2 separate regions of the Triticum aestivum genome follow, and region 1 is linked to region 2. A link is a contact called in public Hi-C data. All regions are on one chromosome and are shown on one strand. The core of a region is the stretch at or near the end of the contact, and the rest is flanking DNA. Distances in the headings are between cores, read along the strand shown.

The links. Hi-C and Micro-C count contacts between places; a contact is called where the count stands out from the background.
Region 1: a contact with region 2 is called in a Hi-C map of leaf, with 4 times the contacts expected there. The contact joins the promoter of LOC123122773 here to the promoter of LOC123122771 in region 2. A contact is called at or near these places in 3 of 5 Hi-C or Micro-C datasets (all in leaf) and 1 of 1 datasets of contacts at active chromatin or transcription factors (leaf).

What each region holds. Positions count from the first base shown.
Region 1 is chr5D:461,892,610-461,900,233 of IWGSC CS RefSeq v2.1, forward strand. LOC123122773 (disease resistance protein RGA5) reads left to right here and starts at 1,393. Exons shown (of 2, transcript XM_044543113.1): 1 at 1,393-2,568; 2 at 2,697-5,132. The coding sequence starts at 1,721. The coding sequence ends at 4,677. TRNAA-AGC (transfer RNA alanine (anticodon AGC)) reads right to left here and starts at 5,375; the gene lies at 5,303-5,375.
Region 2 is chr5D:461,752,413-461,759,705 of IWGSC CS RefSeq v2.1, forward strand. It overlaps LOC123122771 (vacuolar sorting protein 18), which reads right to left and starts at 5,424. Exons shown (of 24, transcript XM_044543110.1): 1 at 5,121-5,424; 2 at 3,930-4,266; 3 at 3,634-3,846; 4 at 3,395-3,534; 5 at 3,216-3,311; 6 at 2,702-2,769; 7 at 2,484-2,585; 8 at 1,605-1,743; 9 at 1,340-1,480; 10 at 1,155-1,274; 11 at 901-957; 12 at 750-809; 13 at 336-443; 14 at 34-194. The coding sequence starts at 4,089.

The DNA of each region.
Region 1 (7,624 bases), core at 143-2,642, 140 kb after region 2:
TGATACGGCGGCATACGTCTAGAGACACCGTATGTGAACGCATAGACAAGTTACGGCACCACTTTCGTGTATTTTTCAAGTTTAGGCATCGAACTGAACGCGCCGGACAAGTTAGGGCACATGTAGTGTGTTTAACTCATATTCTTCCAGCTACTATTATCCCAATTAACATTAATATCATTGTGACCCTGTTTTAATTGAATTTTATCACTATCAGTGTAATTTCCAATGCCAAAATTATCATCACCCTCAATACCCTAATAGAAATTATTTATTCTATTTAAATAAGTCGCCATGGGTATCAGAGGTTTCAAATATCCTAAATCACATTTAACCTCTATCTAATGATTAATTCCTCAACTAGATGAATCCACATAGGGGAATCACACACAAAGTCATGCATATCTCTATGATTATTTGTGTGAGAGATCTTATCAGTTTTAAGAAACAAGCTCGGACATAATCATCATCAATAATTTATTTTACTGAGCTCAGTTTGTTGAATTCAGCGACGAAGACCATTTTTTCCATTAGACATGCATCAATACGTACACGGGATAACAGCTAGGAGAAGGCAAAGGAGTCATACAAGGTTGAGGAGGTACAACACTCATCGAAATCCTTGTCGGAGACCTCCCCGGCAAGCATCCAGAAGCGATTGCCCGTCAGGGAGGCCTCGGCGTCTAGATCCGGCTTGGAGAACCGTTGTGCAGGCGTCAAGAGCGGACACCGAACGGGTCAGACGACGTGAGCAACAAGGAGCCGCCGTAGCTCCGTTGCCGCTTGCCTGGTCCCCACGAACGACCAACGTTGCCCTTGTTCTTCTTTGCCTATTTCACCACCTTCTCGTCATCGTGGATCACAATCGGCATCAGACGTGAACCAGGCGACGACAATACCATTACCACCGCCACCGCCTCCTCCACTGGTGAGGGATTTGAAAGTCGCCCACTTCCTTTGCTGTGTAGGGTTTGTTGAGTCCGCCTCCTCCGTAACCCAAAGCAGCACTTTGAGCGGGCACTTCACCTTGGCATCCGGGAACAAACGCGTTCCCTCCTCCGCATTCACCTCCTTGGACGCTGCCAACGCCTCCTGGCTCAACTCGCTCGAGGTCGCAAACCACGAGCCGATTTCACAAAAGCCGCGCTAGCTTCCCCACATCTCCTCCCGCGACCTGCACCATCGTTGCTTCCCCCGCCGCCATCGCCTCTCCCGATCGAATAGCTTGGCCGAGAAACCCGTCACGAGACGGAGTGGATCTGGTGAGGAATGAAAGGAGGGATCGGGTGAAGTGAATGCGACAAGGTACAAGTACAAGCAGTGAGAAATATATGTCAAGAAAAAACAAAGAAACAATCACACATCTCTATCGAAAAATACCTAAAGCAAAAAATCTCTCCCCAAGAAAATCGGGGCACAATCAGTTGTCAAAAGAAGAAGAAAAAACAGAGGCAGCCTACGGCAGGGGCGTCCAGCGCCTCCGGAGCCTCAACGGCGAGCGGCGGCGGTGCTCTGTTTCACTCGCCTTCACACCGCCGCGTATCCCGGTCCCTATCTTCCACCCTCCAGAGTCCAAAGGACAACTCTTTTCCTTGCCTTGCCGCGTCTCGTTGTTGACCAAGACCCAGACAGAGAGATTTGCTACGACTCGTCCCCTCCGCCCGTTTGCTCCTCTCCATCATTTTCTGCTCTGCGTGACAAGGGACGCAATCCACAAGGGATGGACGGGGGTGGCGGGATCATGGCGAGCGCCGCGACGGGGGCCATGAGCTCCCTGCTCGCCAAGCTGGCCGAGCTGCTGGGGGAGGACTGCTACCAGAACCAGATGCAGCGCGGCACGCGGCGGGAGGTGGCCTTCCTGCGGGACGAGCTGAGCAGCATGAACGCGCTCCTCGAGCGGCTGGCCGACGCCGGCGCCGCGGCGCCGCTCGACCCGCAGACCAGGGAGTGGAGGGACCAGGTGCGGGAGATGAGCTACGACGTCGAGGACTGCGTCGACGAGTACATGGGCCAGCTCCGCCGCCGCTCCGGCGGCGGCGGCGGCGGCGTGGTGGGGCTCGTCCTCGGCTACGTGGGCAGGGTGAGGGAGATGGTGTCGCGCCGCGGGATCGCGGAGCAGATCCAGGAGCTCAGGGCCCGCGTCGTCGAGGCTGGCCACCGCCGGAAGAGGTACAAGATCGATGCGGCGGCTAGCCCTAGTGGCGCCGGCGTGGTGCCGGTCGACCGCCGGCTGCCGGCGCTCTACGCGGAGTTGGGGGGCCTTGTTGGCGTCCACGGTCCGAGGGACGAGCTCGTCAGGCTGCTGGACGATGGAGAAGAGAGGATCAAGGTGGTGTCAGTTGTGGGGGCTGGAGGATTGGGCAAGACCACTCTTGCTAATCAGGTGTACCGAAACATCGGAGATCGATTCGATTGCAAATCCTTTGTTTCCTTGTCACAAAATCCTGACATTGGGATGATCTTCCGAACAATGCTCTCTCAAGTCAAAAAGGATGAACCTGAACTCACTGGATCAGGTGACATGGAGCAGCTCATCAATGAATTGAGGGATTTCCTACAGGATAAGAGGTATCTAATCCCATAGAATTACACTTAGCTGCCTTCTCATGAGTCATGAACGTTTTGATCGATTGTCTTGATGATAACAAGCTTGTGTTTTACTGTTTATTTAATCATAATTATCTACCATGTTTTAGATATTTGATCGTAATTGACGACGTATGGAGCACCCAAGCCTGGAAGATTATCAAATGTGCTTTCGGTGAGAACACTTGTGGCAGTAGAATAATCGTGACAACCAGAATTGGCACCGTCGCGAAATCATGCTCCTCCCCTGATTCTGATCTTGTATATGAACTGAAGGCACTGAGTGAGGATTACTCCAAGATGTTATTCTTCAGAAGGATTTTCGGCTCTGAAGATAAATGCCCACACCAACTCAAGGAAGTCTCAGTTGAAATTGTAAAGAAATGTGGTGGTTTACCTTTGGCAATCATCACCATGGCTAGTCTGTTAACCACCAAGTCAGATACAAGAGAAGAGTGGATGAAGGTTTGTGGTTCGATTGGTTTTGGACTCGAGAAAAACTCTGATGTGGAGGAAATGAACATGATACTGTCTTTGAGTTATAATGACCTTCCTCATCATTTAAGGACCTGCTTATTGTATATGAGTATGTTTCCTGAAGATTATGTGATCAAGAGGGATTATTTGGTAAGAAGGTGGATAGCAGAAGGGTTCATCAAGGTTTTTGGAGGCAGGACTCTAGAGGAGGAGGGGGAATGCTATTTTAATGAACTCATAAACAGAAGCCTGATCCAAGCGGTGGATTTTCAATACGATGGCAGAGTATATGCATGCCGGGTGCATGATTTGGTTCTTGATCTAATTGTATCCAAGGCGGTCGAAGATAATTTTGTTACTATAGTTACTGATAAAAGACAAGTACTGCGCCCGCAAGGCAAAGTTCACCGACTCTCATCTGACTGCACCAATGCAGAAAATATGTTAACATGTTCCAAGGCTGTTGCTCATGTTCGATCCCTCAACATGTTCAGGTACTCTGAACGAATGCCTCCTCTTTTGAATTTCCGGTCTCTAAGAGTGCTAGATCTAGATGGCAATGAGGATTTGGAAAGCTGCTATCTTAAAGATATAGGGAAATTATTTCAGTTGAGATACCTAAGGATTCGAGCAAGTAACAACATTACACTTCCGGAACAAATAGGAGAGCTGCAGTTATTGGTGATATTGGATCTTCTCAACTGCTATGATATAAGCGAACTGCCTTCAAGTATTGCTAAACTTCGGAATTTGAAATGGTTACTTGCTCATCGCGTCAAATTGCCGAATGGAGTCTGCAACATGCAAGCTCTAGAGTCCGTGTCACTGGTAGTTGTGGACTACACTACCCCAGTAACCGCGCTACAAGAGCTGGGCAGCTTGACCAAACTGAGAAGCCTTGGATTGGATTGGCGCATCAGTGATGCACACAAGGATAAAATGACATACGCAGATAATCTTGTTTCATCGCTCGGCAAACTAGGCACCTCTAACCTTCGATCTTTAACGCTCATCAGCCCATGGTCACTGGACTTCTTGCTGGATTCCTGGTGCCCTCCTCCTCACCACCTTCAGGAACTAACAATCAAAGGTTGGTGTCTCAGGAAGATCCCAGTGTGGATGGCCTCACTGGCCAACCTCACCTACCTAGACATCGAGGTTGAAGTTGCGCAGGAAACCGTCCAGGTGCTTGCGGACTTCCCTGTCTTGCAGTTTCTCAAGTCATACTCAAATGCAGCAGGCCCCCAAGAAAGATGTCTCATTGTCGACAACAATGGGTTCCCATGTCTGAAGAAGCTCAACTTTGTCCACTGGACGAACCTGATGTTCTTGGAAGGAGCGATGCCGATGCTCGAAGCGCTTGAGTTTCAGATCATTGTGCATGAAGTGAAGACTGCATGTGGATTTGGTTCTCCTCCTGATCTTGGCATCCGCCACCTCTCTGCCCTCAGGAACCTTGCTGTCAACATCTACTGTGAGTGTGCGAGAGTGGAGGAGGTCGAGGCATTGGAGGCTGCTATTCAGGTTGCTGTCAGTATGCTTCCCAACAGTCCAACACCTACATTGCATAGGTTCCGTGAACCGGAGATGCTAGCAGATGATGCAGAACAATAAGCAACTTTTACGCCCATCCTAGCCTGCATCCACTCATTAAGGTATTGATTGACTGGTGGTTCCTTCAAACCAAACCAAAATGTCTGCTCATCTGGGTGTCGACTCTGCTGCACTTAGGTATGGTTTTTTTGCAGCTGTTTCTTGAGTCCCCTCCTTTTGCCTTTGTCTTGGTGGACCGGTGAAATTGATACAATCCAACTTCCGGGGTGTCAGTACATCTGTCTTTGTGGACAAATGTCTCAGTGTTGACTGTTGTAACTGTGTCTCAGGGCATGTCTTAGTGTTGACTGCTAGACATGTGGACGAGTTTTTCTTCTTCCTCTGGAATGTTGCAAACTTGCAACTGTCTCTCCGGGTATCGTGTTGCCATTTCTTTTTGTTCTACAGAACGGATGGTAGCAAAATCATGATGTGTGTGTGACATTTGTGCTATTTGGCATGTGATTATCATCGTACCCCCTTGGTTTGCAGCACAGATTGTGCGCATGCTTTTTGATCTCCCTTTTATGCCAAGAGGAAGGATTTTGCCCATGTTCGTGAGATTTGGAGTTTGCAAAAGTAAATTCAAAATGATGTTTTTCACAGTATATGTTAAGATCTGCAAAAACAAAAACAAAATAAAAATTGGAGAAGTGGGGTATCGATCCCCATACCTCTCGCATGCTAAGCGAGCGCTCTACCATCTGAGCTACATCCCCTTGTTGTTCAGGGCATAATATATTCGTTATTATAGTAAGCCCTGGCACCTTCTCAACATAGCCTTTTTTAAGACGGAAAACCCCTCCTATATTAGTTCATAATTTTCTACTCCCTCATTCCTACATCCGTATATAGTCCATATTAAAATCTCTAAAAAGACTTATATTTAGGAACAGAGGGAGTAGGAGATATTTACAGCGTCATGCGGGCTGCCAAACCATACATGGCGACCAATCTCAAGAGAAGTAGCAAATCTAGCTAAAGATTGAGCCTCAAAATTACTCCTTCTACTCTCAAAACGAAATATGCACGCCTCAAACTCGGCTCTTCTGGCTTTAATCTCCTTAATAGTGGCTTCAATTTATTCCTCCAGCTTCTTCTGCAATGTCTTTAATCACCGACTGGCGCGCAGTCCGAAGCTATGAGCAGATGATATTTGCCTAGGTCTAGAGCCAAAGATAATGCCTCCCTGCATGCCAACGTTTCAAGCGTTGGGTGGGTGTCTGTGATAACATTTTTGGAGCATCGTTTTTTTTGCCGGGTCTTCCACAAATGTCATCCGATGATGAAACTTTGCAAGCAATCAAAACATTTGTCAATGTTTAACACAAAAAAGAAATTCAGTTTTTTGGGGGGGATTAACTCTTCACCCGAGCTCACATGAGGTCTCAGTTTAACAACATCCTAAATATGAGTTCTTTCCCGGGGTCTATGTCCTTTTAGGCTACTCCTTTGATTAGTAACACAGATTCCACTATACAAGGACGAATGGGTGCGCTGAAGATTTTGAGAAATAAACACAACATTGGTTAGAAAAAAAGTAATTCTCTTAAATTACGCAATGTCTTGTTTTAAGGCTACGATAATTCATCCCTCATTCTGGTTAGGTGTTTTCACGTTTCATTCATAATGTATAGGAAAGCAGAGTTGTAATTTTTAGCAAGTTTGAGAACAGCTTTCAGTTATGGGTGTATATAATTTACATCATTTCTTCTAAAATGAAATCATGACCGAGAGTCAATTTGTTCTGTTGTTTCATACCACAAGTGCTACTGGAGTGAATTAACATACTCATTGGAATATTTAAACTTACTCATTGTGTTGCCGCCTCTAAACTTGTCATTTTCTTTGTGTTTCATTGTGCGCACTTGAAGTTGTGCAATAGTGTCCGGTCTGTTCGTTGAACTGTATTGTTCATTACTCTGATTTTTTTTTATTCCATGTAGAAGATATCAATATGATTATCTAATCATTTGAAAACAACTTCTGTTTATTGAGAACTGCATGAACTAGATGATGCCCCGCACGTTGTTGCGGGAACATTTTGCAATATATTTCAAATATATTGATTTTATGGAAATAAGAATATTCAAAAAAATAATATGAGAGCTAAAACTACGATGGTTTATTGTGTTTGATTACTGTATATTTGTAAAATATTTATTAAATATATCATGCATGTTTGCATGTTGAGGTGAATCTTTTCCTATGACTCGTTGAATATTGAGGTGGGCCTTTTCTAATGCATGTTGCTTAATGAGGTGTCATGCTTGCATGTTGAGAGAAATAGATTAGTGGGGGCTAGCTATTTAGATATAGAAGATGCATCTATACTTCTTTTTTCTTCTTCTTTATACCGTAAATGTTGGCTCATATTCTAGCGGTTTAACATGTTTTTCTTGGGGTGAGTATGTGAACTAGTATTTACACCGTTCTAGCAGTTGTGGATGTAAATACTGTAGGCACTATTCATGTGCACAACTTGATATTTCTTCTTTTTAGTTTATCTTGAATGTGTATGGCCTTACGCTTGATTTTATTTTTTTGCAAATTTTGCATCTACTATACATAGTTATTGCATCTGAAAAACGAGTTCCTTTTGGTATTGTAAATTTTGTTGTAATCAGCTAGACAAGAATCGGCAAAACACACTCTAGTCAGAGAGAAGCATTCGTTGAGAGAGAGAAGGAAAGAAACCGAGCGGCTCCTCCGTCCTTGGCAGAACCACGTCACACCTCCACCCAATGGCGAATCTAGACAGAAAATGAAGGGTGGGCTCAAAGTCTATGCAAGCCTGTATTATGTGAACATATGTTGGATTGGGCTCGCAAGTGACTAAATTAGGCCTTGAGACTAGTAGTAAAAAACTTTTTTCAGTATTGGAGGGGGGGCTCAAACCTGTTAAAGCCCCCCTAGTAGATTCGCCCCTGCCTCCACCCATTCTGGTAGAATAAGTCGAGGCACGTGA
Region 2 (7,293 bases), core at 4,174-6,673:
CTGAGATGTAGTGTGCACCAATAATAGGCATACCTTTCCAGCAGTATCATTGTTGTTGCTTCATCTAATACATCTTTGCTATCACTGAGAAACGCACGGAATTCATCTACTACTGAACGATATGCCGAGCTATTGGAATTTGTTACTGTATTTGTAGTGGTGCCTGTGCCATCTTCCAACAGGAGACGATTAATCTACAGAAGTTGTGCAAAATATACCGAGTAAGCCCCAAACTCAGTTATGCAACCGAATATTGAAGCAATATTTCCAGTATCAATGCAATTTAAGTTACATTATTTTCAATGCTGGATAATGGAATCATGGGCAGTAGGTACCTTATCTAAGTACAGCTCAGTAGCCCAAGTCGAGATCATTGTTATTTGCATCTTGTCATCTTTGGTGAGGTTATCAAGCCTTCTCAATAAGAAAGTCCTGAGAGCATCCTGTCAAGTAGACAAAGTCAACGATTGCAGACATAAATTCGACAAGACATAGACAGTGTAACACTGTAAAATCTTATGAAATAGTGCACCCAAGCACAACAAAAGCTTAATGTAAGTAAAATGCACAACCTTAATGATACTATATTTGTCATGATGAATATTGGAAGTACTAAAACTACAAGATCAGGATAAATGAATAGATCTCACAGAAGTTTTTCAACAATGCATATTGATTAGTAGGAGTACTCTAGAAGGATAGTACATTCAAAAGCATGCAAAAATGTACTTAAGTTTTGAGTAAATTACCTGCTCACCTACGGATATAAACTTTAAACTGATCTCTTCAAATGATAAAATATAGTTCATCTGAAACCAAAGAACAAGTCCTCAAATGAACAAGGACAACAAAATAGCAAGAAAAGCTACTAAGGAACACAATTAACAGTATGGCTTTCACCTTTGCATAAAATGAAGCTGCTATGTAATATTCTTTTGCAGCAAATGCAGCATCAGCCTGCAAAAGAAATGGTTTTTGTATAACAGAAGGCATTGATCATCGCAATATTCCAAATAACATCCAGCATATCATCATATATAAGAAAATGATGCAGGAGCACAAAAGAATGCATGGGACGATTCTGCGAACATGCTCACATGCATCAAGATGTATGAACATCGTTTCACATTGATCTCTAGGAATACAAACATTACCTGCACTAGATAAACTTGGTCCCTCTGGAAAGGGTTAAGGCAATGGGACAAAGCAACAGCATATGCCTTCATATCCAAGTACACTTGCCACATGTCACGACCCTCATCAGACGTAGAAACCTAAATGACAAACAATATTAGTAACATTACATGACTCAAAAGCAAGTATCAGCAGAATTCCGAACCTGGAATATGGAGGTTTCATCAAATGCATAGAAAACTCCAGTTGATGCATCACTACAAAGCCCGATGATTCCTTTTGAAGATTCGGGTGTATTATCAACTACAAGCTCCTCCACAATTTGCTGACTGATTCTGTTCACTACCTAAGAAATACAGGTTATGTGATGCCTTTATAAGTACTAGGTAGTGGGGAAGATAAAAAACAATTCAAGAGAGCAAAATAAACCACACATAAAATATGCAAATCTATTTATAGAACCATCTTACCTTAATTTTGTCTTCAATCAAGAGCAGAAAATGGAACTCAGACACTGCAAATGATGATGGTTTTATGTTGGAATCTCCAAGTTTTGAATAGTCAAAGAAACCTTTGTTTTCCACAAAGTTTTCATCTCCACTCGTAGAGCTGCAGAACTAAAATTAGTAAGAATAAAAACAAATACTAAATAAATAAAGTGTTCTAAATTGAATTCCCCAATATATAGTTCAAGAATAAAGCAGTAACTAAAATATTATTATAGCAAGAAAAAGTAAAACAGCACCATAATTTTTTTGAGATGGAACAATAGGTTTTAAAAAAGTCTCATATGGACACTTGACCTTTGACCTTGCTTCTTAACATTAGGTTTAATCTTGGGTTATGACTAAGCTAGCTTGGTGCCAAAAAACTGGCTTAGTGCTTGGCTTGATATAAATAAAGGTTGAACCCTGCCCCAAAAGAACGGTTCAAGAAGCTAGCTGGAGATTATGGAATTTAAAGTTCATAGGCAAATCTAGAGTAACACAAGCATTCATTAGGCTCATCTTATAATGTTCGTTCTATTTGGAAACAGAATTTGATTTCTCACAGTTTAATGTTATTAAGCTAAACATTGATCGTTAATGTCTGTCACAATAAATGGGCACAAAGCCAATATTTTAGAAGTAACCCCAGAAAGGAATCTAATTATCCCATTTTCATGTGGACTGTCTAAGTCATATTATGTGCATTAGTAGTTCATGTTCAAAAAGTTAAGACAAATATGAGTACTAGGAGCATATCAGAAATTCATTGTTAGGTGCAATCTGGTTATACAAAGCCATGATCTAGTTCCTTTACAAATTACAAAACAGAATTAAGCTAAATATAGGAACAACATATTTCACCTGTGTTGAGCTCCAAAATTGAGTTCACCGTAATAAATTCCAGCTCCAGAAAGCCATCCAAAGTGTTTAGCCCTTCTTTGCTTGATAAAGAAGTGTAGTTCACTGGACTCCATGCAATGGATACATATGTTACAAACATAAAATTCTTATGCACAATAATAGTGTATAGAAGGCAGTCCCTTTGCTGCATCGTAAAAATAAGACCAAGTTAAACTTACCTATTAGGTATTTCTCCTGGGAGCTCCATGAAGTGAATGGCACGGTCGGTATAGCTAGCAAAAACAGTCTGGGCAACAAGGTTTATATATTAGACTATATCTTAAGAAAATGAGGGCATATACAGATCTTGCATGTCTGATTTCTTTTGGCTGAAGCAGGTCTGAAATTCAAAACCAAAATCGCAACCGAAAAACTGAAACACAACATAAAAATCTTCTGCAGAAAAATGTGTAGTATCTGCTGCTGCTAGCAGAATGACAAGGCATTCCAAGTGTACGTTCTAAATTCTGATCATGTACATTAATCTACAAGGCATACTGACTTGAAATGGCTGAGTATAAGGTATAGCATTTTCCATGTTATCGAGTCACGTACTCACGTTACTCGATGTAAACAAGATCAACAATGATTCTTTTGATTTAAACTAAGTTGTTTTTCTCACAAATAGGCTCACTATCGATAGTCAATACCAAATCGGAAGATGCAACGAATAAATTGAGAAACACTACTTACTTCCAAAGAACCAATGCCGGTGAACGAGTAAAGCCGTGTGGGTGTGACAGCCATCACATAGTATCTCGTGGCATTCCCAACCACAGCTGTCTCCATCTGTGCAACCAAATTGCTCAATAACACTCCCTCCAACACAAATGTAAGCAATGAACCATGGCGCCGGTAGCAACAATTCAAACCTGCAGGTCCTTGATGCCCTCTCGCAGCTCGGTGAGCTCGAAGAGCAACTTCACATACTTCTCCTTCTTATCAGCCTCGTCCACGGCCATCTCAAAGATCTGTCCAGCCTCGGTCCCCAGGATCACCTCCTTGGTTGACGCTGCAGCAACAAAATCACAGAGAGTAACCAATCAAGAACAGTGAAACAGCAAAGAAGACCTTCGATCATCAAAATATAGTTGGATCGATCAGCAAAAACCTTCGGTGATGGCTTGGCGATTCCAGGCGACAGCATTGACGAGGAGGCCACGGAGGCGGGGGAGTGGCTTTGGGCGCGGCCACCTGGCATGGTGGTAGTATGTCTCTGCGCCACCCGGGTGGATCACCGTGACAACACAGTGCTTGCCACCGGGGTCCAGGAAAACCCGGTGCACTGTATGGTCGCCGGAGCGGCCGCCCCCGAGGTCGATATCTGAAGGAGAGGCAACAGTTATTAGCCAAACAAAAACAGGTCTGCGAAGAGGAGAGAGGAGAGGGGTAGGGGTGGAGACTTGCCCAGGGCGTCCTCAAAGGAGAAGTCGTGGCGGACGAGCCAGCCACGGGAGGTGCCAAGGACAATGACATCACTGCCAGCGGCCATAGAGGTGACGGCCCCGTGGCCCCTCGCGGCCTGGCGCTCTAGGGGGTCGACGGAGAAGAGCTGGCCGGCGTCCATGGCAGCCGGTAGATGAGTTCGTCAGAGATTCTGGGCTCAGGGTCAGTTTTTGTCTGGGATCACTGGGCCAGTTCTTTTCAGCTGCAGATTCTGCAGAAGTGGATTCTGCAGGGCTGCCCAGGGAATCAGTTGAGTGCAGAATCCCCTGAGAAACTGCAGTCCAGTTCTTTTTAACTGCTGCATTTTGAAATTGTTGTATGAGCTGTCTGTTGAAATGTGAAATGTCTATAATACCCTCACTGAGTGTGTTGAGTAGCTAACACCGAGATATTTCGTACTGTTTTACCGAGAATATGAGCACCAAAACGATTTACAAAGATCATAAAGTGCTAAATATTACAATAAAAAAAGCTGTAAAGTTTTCTTCCCAGCAAACCAATTTACAAACAACATAGATAAATTGTTCACTGCCATACATCTTATGCGGAAAACACAAATGCTTGCAGACCCATGTGTTGTAGGTACACAGATTGCCAACGAGATTTGGAAGCATCCATGTGCTTGTACAATTATTACATGTTCTCGGACTAGTAGTTCTCTCTGTTTCTCAGAACCAGCGGCGGATCTAGGATTTAAAACAGGGTGATCCACTTAAGCAAAAATTGACAACAAATATGGCATGCCAACGTTCTAATTAATTTACCGATACCACATGGAAATAGATCAATATGGTCTTACACACATACCAAAAATCGCATAAGAGAAGCCTACATAATACAAACCCTGAGAAGTTCAAAGAAGACTACACGGCATTCTTAATTTGTTAGAGTGGCATTGTTAGAGTAACTTGTTAAGAGTGGCAAACAATCAGACACGCCATTATTATGTCACTGATCAAGTGTTCATGTGCTGGACATCAAAATTATGTGTATGTGTTCACGGGACTGTGTGTTCATGTACTGGATAGCAAGCCTGATTGTTTAGTTAACGCGATAGACTTGACTCTTCCACCTGATTGATGCAATAGACAGCAAAGAGCAAACCCTAAATCAGAACATGGGGAATGGGCAGTGCCGCAGCGGACAACTTACCTCAAGTCCTCAAACCGGGCTAAAGGCTGGCCGCCGGGCGGGGTTGCTGGTTTGCTGCCGGCCGAGTGCCGGAGTCAGCGGAGGGCGGATTGGGCGGCGGGCGCCGGCTTGCAGGGGCGCCAGGGGGGCGCGCTGGCGCCGAGCGCTGAGCGGGCGGGGCGGATCCTGGCCCTCTAGCGACGGGCGACGGCGTCCGGCGAGGCAGGCGGCGAGCAGGCGAGATCGGGAGCCGAGCAGCCGGGGTCGGAGACGAGCAGGGGCTGCCGGGCTGGTGCGTCTGTCCCGGTGTCCCTCCGTGCGCTGTTTGTTGGGCTAGCCCGCTGAGATCCGAACGAGTAAGCCACTATTTGTTGGGCTTTTTTCTCCTCTGGCCCATCTGCAATTTCCTATGGTTAGGCCGGTCTAAAATCCCAGGCTGGGCCGCAGCCCACCCTGTATACCGCCAATGGGCGGGGTGTTGGAAGCACGCGCTCATTGATTGCCCGGTGGCAAAATGTGTGTAGGCATTACTTGATGAAGAGCTTGTTGAACATATATGGTTGCTATAACTACTGATGATGCTCGGCTGTGGCTTGTCGAACTGCAAGATTCTGTTTCAGTTCAGTAGTTTATTAAGGCTATTGTTGCACTTTGATCTATTTGGTGGGTAAGGAGAAAAGCGATACAAGAACAACAATTCCAGTCGCCTCTGTCCACTTGGAGCTTTATAAAGAATTACCTACCTGATAAGAAGCAACCTGCTCCCCCCGACTATCTAAGTTAGAAGAGGGCAGGTGGATGCCACCACAAACAGGATGGGTTAAGGTTCATGTTGACGCATCGATCTCGCGTAATGGTCAATGCATGTGGTGCCATGGCAGCGGTATGCCGAGACAGCACTGGCCTGTTCCTTGGGGCGTCGGCGAGGACAGTTGATGATATGACAAACCCGGAGATTCTTGAGGCAATGGCAAGCAGCGAGGGGCTCTCTTTAGCTCTTGATCTTAATGTTCAGAAGGTGCTGATATTAACGGATTGCCTGGCTATTGTCAAACACATTAAGCAGCACTACCTGGGCACTAGTATGGTGGTGGTGGAGGAGATCAAGTCCAAGCTTTTGATGTTCATTTCTTCAGACTTAATTCATGAAACTCGTGTGTAATAAGGAAGCCCATTTACTTGCTAAAGCTGCAACTTCCTTAGCCCCGGGATGCCATCTTTGGCTAACGGAAAGACCTGACATAGTTTGTATCCCTTTATCTGTTGAGATTTAATAGAGCTGCTTTAGCCCTCAAAAAAAAAGGAAGAAGATGCCAGCCTTTCTAAAAAAAGAGAAGATGCCAGCCGTTGGATTTTAATCGAATGAGTGAGAAAATTGACTTTGTAGTCGACCCTTTTTTTAGGGCTCTGAGGTATGGCCCATAGGGATGTGATTTTTTTCATCGAATTGCGAGCTTTATTATTGAACTAAATTTTGGTTACAATATGCCATCAGGCAACTGATGAGAAACTCAGAGCTTTGATCAATCCAACTGCCGTCCCGTCCAGCATACAAGCACATTGTGCACACTGAAGGGCCAACATATTCAGTAACCGTTCGACATGATTAACCGGAAGGGAAGCAAAACTAACGGAAATCTAATTCGGCTCTTGGGAGCATATGCTCCTACTCATCAAAAATGTTTTTTTGCAAGTGACAAAAAAATGTGAGAAAAAACAGATGTGTTCATTGTCAGACCCAAATGCTACCTGCAAATTTTTAGGGGAAAAGCTTTAGCATTTTGACATGTGCAAAAATAAGTCAAACGATAAATGTTACCTCCAAATGTTGCACTTAATTTTGTTTTTTTCACTGAGGAAACAATGCTATCCCGTGTCACATGAAAATTGTCAAGCACAATTGTTTCACTAACAAGAACTTTTTAAAATTTATTTAGTATTTATTTTTAATTTACTATTCACCCGAGAGCATATGCACCTCAAAGCCAAAACAACCATCCATAAGATTAAGTATTGTCTCCTCAAATTCCCTTTATTAGGGACCAATTTCCTTAGTATAAGCGATGCAATTGAGCGAGAATTGTTGCACGAGTTCCATAGGTTGACTAACTCCAAGCAGTTCACCTCCATCATCACATGTGAGTAACCATGAAGCTGGGAAAAGATCACCCCCTCTTGAAGAGCCAAAAAGTTC